Regions from separate parts of the Mus musculus genome. Here region 2 is linked to region 1. The links are chromatin contacts, called in public promoter capture Hi-C maps. All regions are on one chromosome and are shown on one strand. Each heading gives the region's core, a stretch centred on a gene start, on an enhancer-like site or on the middle of the called end of the contact. The rest is flanking DNA. Distances are from core to core; before and after follow the strand shown.

Region 1 (5,248 bases), core at 583-3,082:
CAATAAAATGACCGCCAGGTAGACACTTCCCAGCGAGCCCCCCGTGAATTTCACACAGCTAGCCCGAAATGCCCACAGGGGCAAGTAGGGTGGAGCCACAGGGCCTTGCCAATGGCACATCCTTCCTGTTGCTTTAGAAGACCTTGGGGAACCTCGGACTGTCTCTGGGGCACATTTACCACAAACCTCCGTGTCGATTCACACCAGAATGATGGCAGCGTCCACTCCTCAGGTAAGCATTTCAATGCGCTGTCACAGGAGGAAGCTGGAGCCTCACCTGGATTGGCCCAGTGACAGCATCAGGAGTGCTGAGACCCAGGGTGACCCAGTCCCTGTGCGGTTTTGTTACCTCACTTACACATGACAGGTATTGAACTAGAGTCCTTGGAGAGGACCTTTGTCCTGTGGTTTGGGTAGAACCCAGCATAATGGGGCCACCCCGGAGAAGAAAACATTCTGGCAAAGTTTTTAGAGATTCCTCGTCCTGGTCATCGCGTGCTGTAAATCTTTGGGATAACAGGTGCTAACCTGTGTTGTTTTCATTTGCATCTTACTTCTCAGGGAATGTATCAAAAAGGGTACCAGAGTTAGCTAAGTAAAAACGTTCACAAATAAAATGTAATTGTATCATTATCGACATCAATATCATCTCCATCTCTACCACCATCACCATGTCTCCACCACCACCACCACCACCATCACCATCATCATCATTATCACCGTCCATCATTGCTGTGCTAGATATCAGATGCATGTCTGTAGACCTGTCAGGTGTGTGCTGTTCCATTGAGCTATATCTCAACCCTAGTTATTATTTGGTTAAAGTTGTGTCATTCTTATATTAAGCTTTGTTTCAGAGACTCATTGTTTATTTCAACTAGTAAAGTCACAAGAATGCATTTATTTTATTTTATTAGTAAATACTCTCAAAAATACTCTCAAAAGAAACAGTCTACCATATCTGGCTAAGAAGAGTTCTGTTTTGTATTTGCCTACGGGTAAAAGGATTCGTGTGTATCATATACAAATTATAATTTTTACTATGTTAAAGCAACATTGAGACTTAACAACTTCTGTGAGGCCCTACAATATCTGCGACAGGTGGTATTTTCCAGACATCTTTACTTTCATAAGTTAACCACAGCGACTTCACTCTTGTCCTCCTACTACAAGTTGTTAGTAATCCTCGGATGGAACGGGAAGCTCTAGAGCAGACAAGATCAACACGCCCGCCCGCAGCTCCTTCCCAGCCTCACTCTGTGCTTTCTGTAAGAAGCCTCCCTCCTGCCCCGCCCCCACACGGAACACGGTCTGCTCTGCCGAGAAGGGTATTGTGTGTACATAGGTATAACAAACATTTTTGTAGGACAGAAAGTGCTTTTGGAATTTCAGAAACCCGTGTGAGGCTTCTGAGAGGTAAGTGTTGCCCATGATAAAAATAGTAAGACGGTGGACAACCAGCCCATAAAACTGAACCAAGTCTCACGAGGTTAAACTGCCTCTCCCTTTTAACAAATAATCTGCTCTCATAAAATTAGGCTGATCAGTCTGGGTCCTTTATTTTAAAAGCCAGGACAATCGGAATACTTAGTAGCAAGGAGAAAGGCATACCTTGATCCTGAGCCGTCATGTCTGCCGTGATACTCACAGGAGCACTGAGAAGGGCAGGTACCGTTCACTCCTCCCAGGAAGCTAAGCACAAGGCACAGGCAGGCCGAGAGCCACATAGCTCCAGAGTGGCTCTCTGAACAAAAGGTGAGGGCCTAAACAAGAACATGGGGAAGCTACCACGAATGCCCGCCGCCAGCCACAGGCAGTTAGCATCAGCAGCTTAGCCAGATTAGCCCGAGACCTGAAGTTACTTAACCTTCAAGTGTCTTGCAGGGGATCAATCCACCCAGCCTTTGAATATGGCCTCAACCGAGTAACACACTTACTAAGGGAAGTGAAAAATCAAACCGCCAGGACAATTTCAATAGGCGCCCATGTCTAAATTTGCAGGGAAACCCCGTATCAGGTACCTTTCCCATAGTTGGAACTTTAAAATGTTCCTATAGCTTAAAAACATAACCGGTGTTACAAAGAGCTTGGTATCTTGGCATATGCTAAGATTTTCAGTAGTTTATTTATACAGACATCATTCCTTTTACTTTTTGCATCTTTACCAGAAAAAAAGTGACTTTAATTCAGATTTATGTCCAATAGAGTTACCAGTGGTGCCCCGGACTGCTCATCTCCCCCAAACCAAGTTAAGTGAGCCCTATGCCGTCTCCCTAAGACTCCTCAGCCCACTCCAGGTGTGTCAGAGCTACTGCTCCAGTGAGAACCTGTCCTGAGTCTCTCCCAGATCGCCTCAGTATGCATAAGATGTGCCCAAGAGCGTTCCTTTCTAATGAAGGCAATTGTCTCTGTTCAAAGCTATGTTTAATTCTGGGTCTGGGGTGTCAAAACCCCTACTTAAGGATGAACTGAAGCCTGGGTTTGCAGCTCAGTTGGAGGAGTGCCTGCCTGGCATGGACAAAGCCTGGATCCTATCTCTAGCACCAAACAAAATGGTGTTTTATATGAGTGCCTGTAAGCTCGTCATTTAAGATGTGAAGGCAGGTGGATCAGATGTTCGAAGCCATCTTCAGTCCATAACAAGTCGGATGCCAGTCTGATACATAGACACCATCTGCAGGTGAATGGACGCCAGTCTGATACATGGACACCATCTGCAGGAGAATGGCAGGTGGTCAACTGCCATGTCTTTTAGTAACATTTAGCAAAAAATAATCTTTGAGACATTGTCTTACTATGTAGACCAGGCTGGCTTTGAACTCATAGAGATCTGCCTGTCCTTGCCAGGACTGAAAGCATGCACCGCTACACCCAGCTGCAGAGAATATCTAAGCAATGGAGTCTGGAAAACACTGCTGAATTTAAAAATGTCATATTGCAGCTGTTCAGAGATGACATAATTCATTTGTTCGTCAAATATTTATGGAGAACCTGCCAACTTCCGAACCAAAGACTAGAGGTACGAAGATAAGCAACACAGCGTTGCGGTTCATGAAGAAGTCAAATGATAGAGACAGGTCAGTGAGGACGCACAAGAGAACATCATGTTCAGCCTGGGTAACCAGGCAAAGCTGTCTTGTTGGGTGGCACCTGAGCTCCCTCTCCAGCAAGCAGAGGGAAACAGGAAAGACTGTGCTCTGTGTGTGTGTGTGTGTGTGTGTGTGTGCTGTGTGTATGTGCATGTGTGTGTGTGCTGTGTGTATGTGCATGTTTGTGTGTGCTGTGTGTGTGTGCTGTGTGTATGTGCATGTGTGTGTGTGTGTGCTGTGTGTGTGTGCTGTGTGTATGTGCATGTGTGTGTGTGCTGTGTGTATGTGCATGTGTGTGTGTGCATGTGCTGTGTGTGTGTATATGTGTGTGTGCTGTGTGTGTGTGTATATATGTGTGTGTGCTGTGTGTGCGTATGTGTGTGTATGTATGTGTGCTGTGTGTGTGTATATGTGTGTGTGCTGTGTGTGCGTATGTGTGTGTATGTGTGTGTGCTGTATGTGTGTGCATGCATGTGTATAAAGCTTCAAGAGAACCTCAGAAAAACACAAGCACTTTCTGTTGCTTAGGAATAAGTAGCTGAGCTGAGGTGGCAGAGGAAGGACCTTGGGTGCCCTGCTAAAGAGCCACACAGACTCCAGGCAGCAAAAACAGAAAGGTTAAGCTTCGAGTGGCTCATCAGATCAACAGATTAGTGGGATTTCCTGGTAGCTGTGTAGACAAAGGGTTTAGAGCCAGCAGGAGGGGAGCTGGAGGCTCTAGGTGGGCACTGGTGGTTCTGGTCCCAGTGAGCAGCCATGAGGCCATCCCCGATGTGCGGACAGGACTGTGGATAATACAGTTTTGGGAAACAGAGGAGGGGGAATCACTTGATTCCGTGTAGGCACGATGAAGACTGGATTTAAGGACAACCCCAGGGTTTCTCAGTGCTGGGGATGCAGTGATGGGTAGAAGCTCTGAGCTATTGTGCACCGGAGAGAGAAAATAGGTTGGTGGTAAAACTCTGCTCACTAAGTGACCAAACTGTCTGCATTATCAGGTTTGTGAATATTCTTACCTGGAAGAGCAGGACCGGACCAACTGAGTATAGCAAAACTGTATAGTGATAAGCCACCAAGCTAGTAAGCCCAGTAGCCATAGGGAGCCAGATTCAAAGCTTAGTCAGTCTTATTGTATAAATTAGTTGATTGACATGGTATTAGATATTAGTGCACCACTGAAGTCCTTCATGTTAAAGTGAAGTTATCCCTTGTTTGTTGTTAGGAATAAACTCAAAGCTTTGCACACTAGAGCTCGCTATCAATTCTCTAGGTAATACGGTAAATACTGCCTCAACCATTTAACTGTTCTGTGACTAAGCACAGACCCCTGCTAGATTGTCTCCATAAGCAGCTTAACTGTGTGTGGGGGGGGGGGGAGGGTGAACGAGCACCCAGAGCCCTCCAGGAACACATTTTTAATGTTGCCACTGGAGAATTACAAAATGTGAAAAGTCTCTCTGGGCCATGGTGAGGAGGGCCTTGAACCTTGTGTCTAAGGCAGCCAGACTTCCTTCACAGGTGTGGTAGTAAACTTGACAGTACACACAATCATCTGGAGAACAGATCTATGGGTATGTCTGGGAGCAACTGTCTAGATTGGGGTAACTGAGCCGGAAGGAGGTATCCTCAGGGTGGGTACCACAACCCTGTGTGCTGGGGTCTTAGACTAAAAGGGTAAAGGGAGTGAACACCAGACTTGATGCCATTCGGCTTCCTGTCAGTAGATACCATGTGACCAACTGCACCCCTTGTCCCTAATGTTGAACTCAATTCTCTTCAACCATGACCCAAAATAAGCCCTTCCACCGCTCAGTTGAAGGCTTTTGCCACCGCAGGCTCCTGAAAGTTTGGTCAGAAAGATTTAAAGGGCTGGAAGTGCATCTTTAAACAGTTGGCTGTGGCGTGGTCGGAGTGAGAATGCGCAGAGGATGGAAAGCTAAATCAGGAGGTTGTTATAGCAACTCTCACCATTGTCCACAGGAAGGGAACTGTCTCGGTAAACTAGTAGGTAGGTCTTTAATATGCCGACAAAGGGGTTAAGGAGGCAACTTACAAAGTGTGTGTGTGGGGGGGTGGCAACAGATAAAGATCTATAGTCTGATGAGCACTGAGCGAGATGTGAAAGAAAATGAATTCACGCTACAGTATATAACTCATAG
Region 2 (5,968 bases), core at 3,423-5,922, 280 kb after region 1:
CAGCTTGGTAGCCATGTATTTGTGCTATTGCTGCTTCAATATGCAGATATTGTAGACAATCATGAGCACACAGCTGTTGCAATTGCCTGCACAGAGCCTCAAACAAACAAACAAACAAACAAACAAGTAAACAGAAAGGAATTGAGGGCATGAGGGTGGAAAGGGGACTAGTTGAGAAGAAGAGGCCAGTGAGTGGGAAGGGATGAGAGAGGGGAGTGAGGGATGGATATGACCACAATGCATTGGGAACAAGAATGATACATCCATTAAAAATAGAATAGTGACAATTGAAGAACTATTAAAGATGTAAGGTAAGGTGGCACAAGCCTGTGGTCCTAGCACTCTGGAAGGCAAGTGGATCTTTGAGTTCAAGATTAGCCTGATCTATATACATCAAATTTCGGGTCATCCAGAGCTCAATAGTAAGACCCTGTCCTTAGCAAATATCATCTGAAAGAAGTTAATGTGATCTTACAGCAACTGATGGGCTGCTACTAAGTGAGCTACATAGGGCGAGGCAACATTCCATACGGTTAGGATGCGTTTTCTAAGACTTTCATGATGGCAAGCCACATTGGACCTGACCCTATCTACACTGGATTACTCAATGCTCAGAATTAGGGATAGCCCAACAGTTTTAGGCATGTTCCTACAAGACCGTACAGTGGGCATCTGACCCTGCTTGGTGAGTTCTGTCTAGTTACAATTTCTTTGCCCCCTCCCACCCTCCTCCTCATAGTGACAAGTAAGATACTTGTTCATGCATTTGCTTTGTGTCCAAGGGACTATGAGTGACATGGTCAATGAGTAAAACACTTGATTCCCGGAAAAGCAAACCAGGATGGGCAAGATGTCCCAGCGGGTATAGACCCTTGCCTGGCAAAGCTGGCAACCTGAGTTTGATCCCCAGATTTTAAGGTGGAAGGAGAGAACCCACTCATGAAAGCTGTCCTCTGACCACCACATGAGCCCACACACATGCATGTGAACATGCACACGCACACATACACATGCACACATACACACATGCACACATACACACATGCACACATACACACATGCACAGGATGTGCTAATACTACAACCAAACAACTGAAACAAAGCAGAGTCTCTTGATTGAAGGTAAAATAATGTAGTTTCAACTGGGAGTTTTTCCTAAGTAGAGTTCTATAGATTCTGGATTTGTAAAGGTCCGGGCTCAGTGGTCCTTCCCTTGCCTTGTAATTATGCTCTTGCTGGGAGGGGGAAAAAGCCTACAAGAAGAACCCTCTCAGAGAGATACAGAGGGGATGCAGAGGGTGGCTCACAGCCAGTATGGCTCTATGCCAGCCAGTTCCATACTCTCGGGTGTACTACTGTCCCTGTTAGTGAGAAGAAGCCCTTGTCTCTAAAACCAAACTGGTAGAGGGCTATTTGACACCAAGCTAGTGTAAACCAGTATTGGCAGGTTCTAGCCTGCTTCCTCATAAAGTTAGAAAAGGAGGCTTTTTCAGTGCTACTTCATAAGCTTACTACAGAACTAGTTTTTTTTTTAAAAGATTTATTTTATTATTAATTGTGTGTATGGTTGTGTGTATGGATGCTCTCAGATGCCAGAGGTGTAAGATCCCTTGCCTGGACTCACAGAAAGCTGCGTGTTGCCTGATTTGGATGCTGGGATCCAAACTTTAGTCCTCTGCAAGAATAGTGCGCGTTCTGAAGCACAGACCATGTCTCCAGATCCCAAATCAGATTTGATACATTATAATCACTTCTTACTGGGTGGACAGCACTTACTTATTTATTCGTTTTGTTCTCACTGTGTGACCTAGGCTGGTCAGGAACTCACTATGTAGCCCAGGCTGGCCTCAAACTCATAATCCACCTGCCTCCACCTAACTAGCTCTGGTATAACATGTATTGGTAAGTGATTACTCTGTGCAGTGCTCAGTCTTTGCCAAGTGAATGACTGCAAAGACTACTAGTACATCAGACTTTCTTTGAGAAAGGAAATATCAAAAAAAAAAAAAAAAAGAAGAAAAGAAAGAAAGAAAGAAAAGAAAAACTACTCATTTCCATGAGAAAACCATGATCGCAGCCTTGTGACCAAGAAATGAGTGATTTATTCAGATTCCTGAACATTGTACTTAAAGATATTTTAAACTTTATTATTTAAAAAGTTGCAAAAAAAAAAAAAAAGAGTCATACCTGAAATTAACCAGACTGAAGACTCCACCACTACTTGGTGAACTCCCGCTCAGTCATAGATTCTTTTGGAATAGATGCTGTGGGGCTTCCCATTGGGTTTTCTACATTTGCTATCGAATATATTTTATGTACTTATCAACTACCAAACCCCTAAAAATCCACAACAGTGGTAAACTAGAGAAACAGCTTTATATCCCCTTCCTTCCTTCCTTCCTTCCTTCCTTCCTTCCTTCCTTCCTTCCTTCCCTCCCTCCCTCCCTCCCTCCCTCCCTCCCTCTCTCTCTCTCTCTCTCTCTCTCTCTCTCTCTCTCTCTCTCTCTCTATCTATCTCTTAAGATTATTTATTATATATGAGAACACTGATGCTTTCTTCAGACACACCAGCAGAGGGCATCTGATCCTATTGCAGATGGTTGCGAGCCACCATGTGGTTGAACTCAGGACCTCTGGAAGAGCAGCCAGTGCTCTTATCCACTGAGCCACCTCTCCAGCCCTGTATTCTCTTCCATAACTCATGTTCTTAGGGTGAATCCAGTCCTTCCCATCCCCTGGTATTCAGCCATTTAAAATTGTTCTTCTCTCTATGGGTGCTTTATAGGTCCCTAACTTGGGTCCTCTCCAAGAGCAACAGCTCCAGAATGACCCTTTCAATGTTAAATCTAATCTTGTTATCTCTAACTTAAAAACAACGTTTAGCTGAGCATATTGGCATATGCCACAGTTAATTCCAGCACTTGGAGGCAGAGGCAGGAGGAATCGGAGGCCAGTCTGGGCTACACAATGAGCTCCCGGCCAGCTTGAGCTACTGTTGAGTACCTGTTCTCTCTGAGTTGAAGCATTCCTTCCTAGGGAGTGGAGGACTTCCATAGGATTCAGGAAATAAAGGAAACTTACAAGGTTCAGGAAACTCCTAAAGTTACAAGATTCACAAGGACCCTCAAGGTTATGTAAACAGTAGCAATGGCTGGGAAGAGGAGACCCTCCCGTTGACCCAATAGCGATGGGGGTCATGCTGGGAGCATTGCCCACACTGGGGAGGGCTCTTCTGTAACCAAGCTGCAGGGACTCATGCTTCTGTGAGGGATTTAAATAAACCAGCGTAGTTCACTGAACTAGACTTGGCTTGAGTCATTTCTTTGGCCTGTCGTCTGTGCCTAATCTGAGGTGACTAGATACTTAAATATTCACAGTGTTTCTGCAGTCCATAGAAAAGGGGAGAGGAATGCCCTTTCTACAAAGGCTTGCAGTTCTCATTGGTGGTCATTGGTGATGGCTACCTGAATCATGTGCCTTTCGTAACAAGCTGTGGCTTTTTTGTTCACTATCGTCCCCACCCCCAGACGCACATCTTTCTTCATACATGTGAGGAGATCAACAATTGCTCATCGAATGAAATAATTGCCTCCTCTTTCTAAATCAGAAAAATTTGCCAATTTTAATGGCTACCTTCATAGCATTTCAAGGAAACATACTGCCCACTCTTTTCCCTTCGATCGAGCAAAACTTCCTTAGTCTTTTATCAAAATCTGCCTCTCCCCTTTAAAACTTAGTACTTCCTTTCTATTTATTTACTAACTTACAGTGCTGACAATTGAACCCAGGGCCTCATGCTTGATAGTCAAACACTCTAGCATTAAGCTATAGCCCCACCTTGCCCTGGTTCCCCCGAAGTAGGGATTGAGTAGATAAATATGACATGGCTTTCTTTTCTTTTTTTTCTTTTCTTTTCTCTTCTCTTCTTTTCTTTTTTAAAGATTTATTTATTTATTATATGTGAGTACACTTTAACTGTTTTCAGACACACCAGAAGAGGGCATCAGATCTCATTATGGATGGTTATGAGCCACCATGTGGTTGCTGGGATTAGAACTCAGGACCTTGGGAAGAGCAGTCAGTGTTCTTAACCTCTGTGCCATCTCTCCAGCCCCAGCATAAGCTTTCTTAAGCATCCTCCTTCTATTCCTCCTCCTCTCTCTCTTCTTCCTCTTCCTCCTCTTTCTCCCTTTTTTTTCTATATAGAGAGCAAACCAGGGCCCCACACATGCCACCCAATGCTCCACTACATAGCCACATACCTTACCTGTCTGCTTCCCTCTCCTCATGTCTGCTCAGCAGTGGCCTTTCGTCTCTCACTGCTATAGACTTCCTGGAAACCCCCAACCCCTTCCCTTCTGGGGCTAGTTTCATGGTGTTTTCAACATCTGTTATGGTTTAGAGGAAGCCTTGTCTGGCATAGAAGTCCTTTCCAGACCACGATCTAACATTCCAGTAAAAGCCAATGAAGGCATATACAGCGAGGAAACACTTTTCATAAGGACACTTCCCCGTAAGTGGGCCACCGCAGCAGAAGGGGGCATCTGCCTGTCATTAGTCCCGGCAGTCGGATGGATTGTTCCAGCCGGGTCAGGGCCCTTCCCACCGCACTGTGTGGTTTGCTCTCCATGCTTGGCAGACAGTGGGTTCCACTGTGTGTATTGGCACTGGCTACACAGCAAGTGCAAACAGCTGGCTTCCTTGCTGTTCATCTCATGCCAAAAATATCCCTCTCCTGATGTTCTTAACTGCTTTTGCAGCTAGCAACATCAGCGAGTGGGAAATCAAATATTTTATCTCGCGGTTCATTTTAATGCTCTTTTCCAGATGTTTTCTGGGCTGTTCCTCAGATGTTGATTTGTGGCGGTGTTGATATTTTCTTTCTGTAGCATCTTATTATTTTGGAGCGGCGAGATTTCATTTAGTCGGAGGAAATGCTGTTCTACTCCTTCTCTTTCTCTTTCTCCTTTTCCTCCTCCTCCTCCTCCTCCTTAATTTTTCTTTCTTCCAAATGCTTTGACTTCTGATGACACACAACCATTCTGTGTCTTGTGGTAACCCTACAAGCTGTAAACCTCAGGACTTGGCCTGACTATAGACGGGACTAGACCGCACCTGTATGAAGGCTACCAGATGCACCCTGATCACAGGCCCGTGGTAATGTTAGAGTCTGAGATGCGCCTTATCCAGCCTTCCTGTTTCTGCATATCAGTATAAGTGGGACTCACAGATGCTAAGTAGCGTGACCACCCAGCTAGCTATCAGGAAAATCAGAACCAGGCGCAGGCCTAGTTTGGTGGAGAAGGGTCTTTCTCTCCGCACTTCTTACCTGGATTTGGATGTGAAGTTACTTGTCTCGCCCCCAGGATCCCACCATCAGTTGACAATAATACCTTTTGACAGCATTTTGAAGAGACAGGACAAGCCCTGCTGCTGGTATCAAGGTGTCCCTGATTCGTCTCTGTGGGCAGTCCTGCCTGCTACACATCACTAGACATGCCTGCAGTCCTGTGCTGTGTGCGGATGCATCCCTGGTGTGGAATGGCTCGTGAAGCTGTTTTGCCAGAAACTGATTCCAAACATCCACTTTCCGAACCCTTATTTCTCTCCAGAAGATCTCCCCTAGAGAATAAACCCGCCCAGGGCCTCTTAAAGCTCTGTGTCCGCAGTGACAGGGGTGCTGTAGGGATTGAGTTCAGCATGCCGTGAGGCAGGCTGGTGTGCGCTTGACAGCAGCTTATAAATAAGTCAGGGTAGATGATGCTGATGATGGGAAGTGGATGTGGGAGAGGCCAGCAGAATGAAAATGTGCTCATTGGGAATGAAGAATGACAGTGCACAGGCAGAACCCCCAAAAGCTGAAATTCTCATAAAACCGTAGGTAAGCTTACATTATGTCTTACACATTTTAAACTCTGGACCAAGGCCGAAAACATCACCTGCCTTGGGTCTCTGCACAGATACTTAT

The links. Promoter capture Hi-C pulls out the DNA fragments that hold promoters and counts their contacts.
Region 2: a contact with region 1 is called in a promoter capture Hi-C map of the C10 cell line, with 3 times the contacts expected there. The contact joins the enhancer-like site here to the promoter of Lrit3 in region 1. A contact is called at or near these places in 1 of 39 promoter capture datasets (the C10 cell line), 10 of 484 Hi-C or Micro-C datasets (the G1E-ER4 cell line, MC3T3-E1-derived osteoblasts, bone marrow-derived macrophages and 5 more), 3 of 115 datasets of contacts at active chromatin or transcription factors (embryonic stem cells, regulatory T cells and stem cell-derived neural progenitor cells) and 1 of 9 other capture datasets (liver).

What each region holds. Positions count from the first base shown.
Region 1 is chr3:129,802,304-129,807,551 of GRCm38.p6, forward strand. It overlaps Lrit3 (leucine-rich repeat, immunoglobulin-like and transmembrane domains 3), which reads right to left and starts at 1,833. Exons shown (of 4, transcript NM_001287224.2): 1 at 1,612-1,833. The coding sequence starts at 1,727. The region is part of intron 2 of Gm36130 (a long non-coding RNA gene); the gene reads left to right.
Region 2 is chr3:130,082,194-130,088,161 of GRCm38.p6, forward strand. No RefSeq gene overlaps it. Among named protein-coding and RNA genes, the nearest start is that of Sec24b, 24 kb to the left of the region's middle. Within about 2 kb of position 4,673, at least 36 of the 459 cell types and tissues checked have an H3K27ac peak or open chromatin away from gene starts, as enhancers often do. A contact at or near this core is called in embryonic fibroblasts, where this site is marked.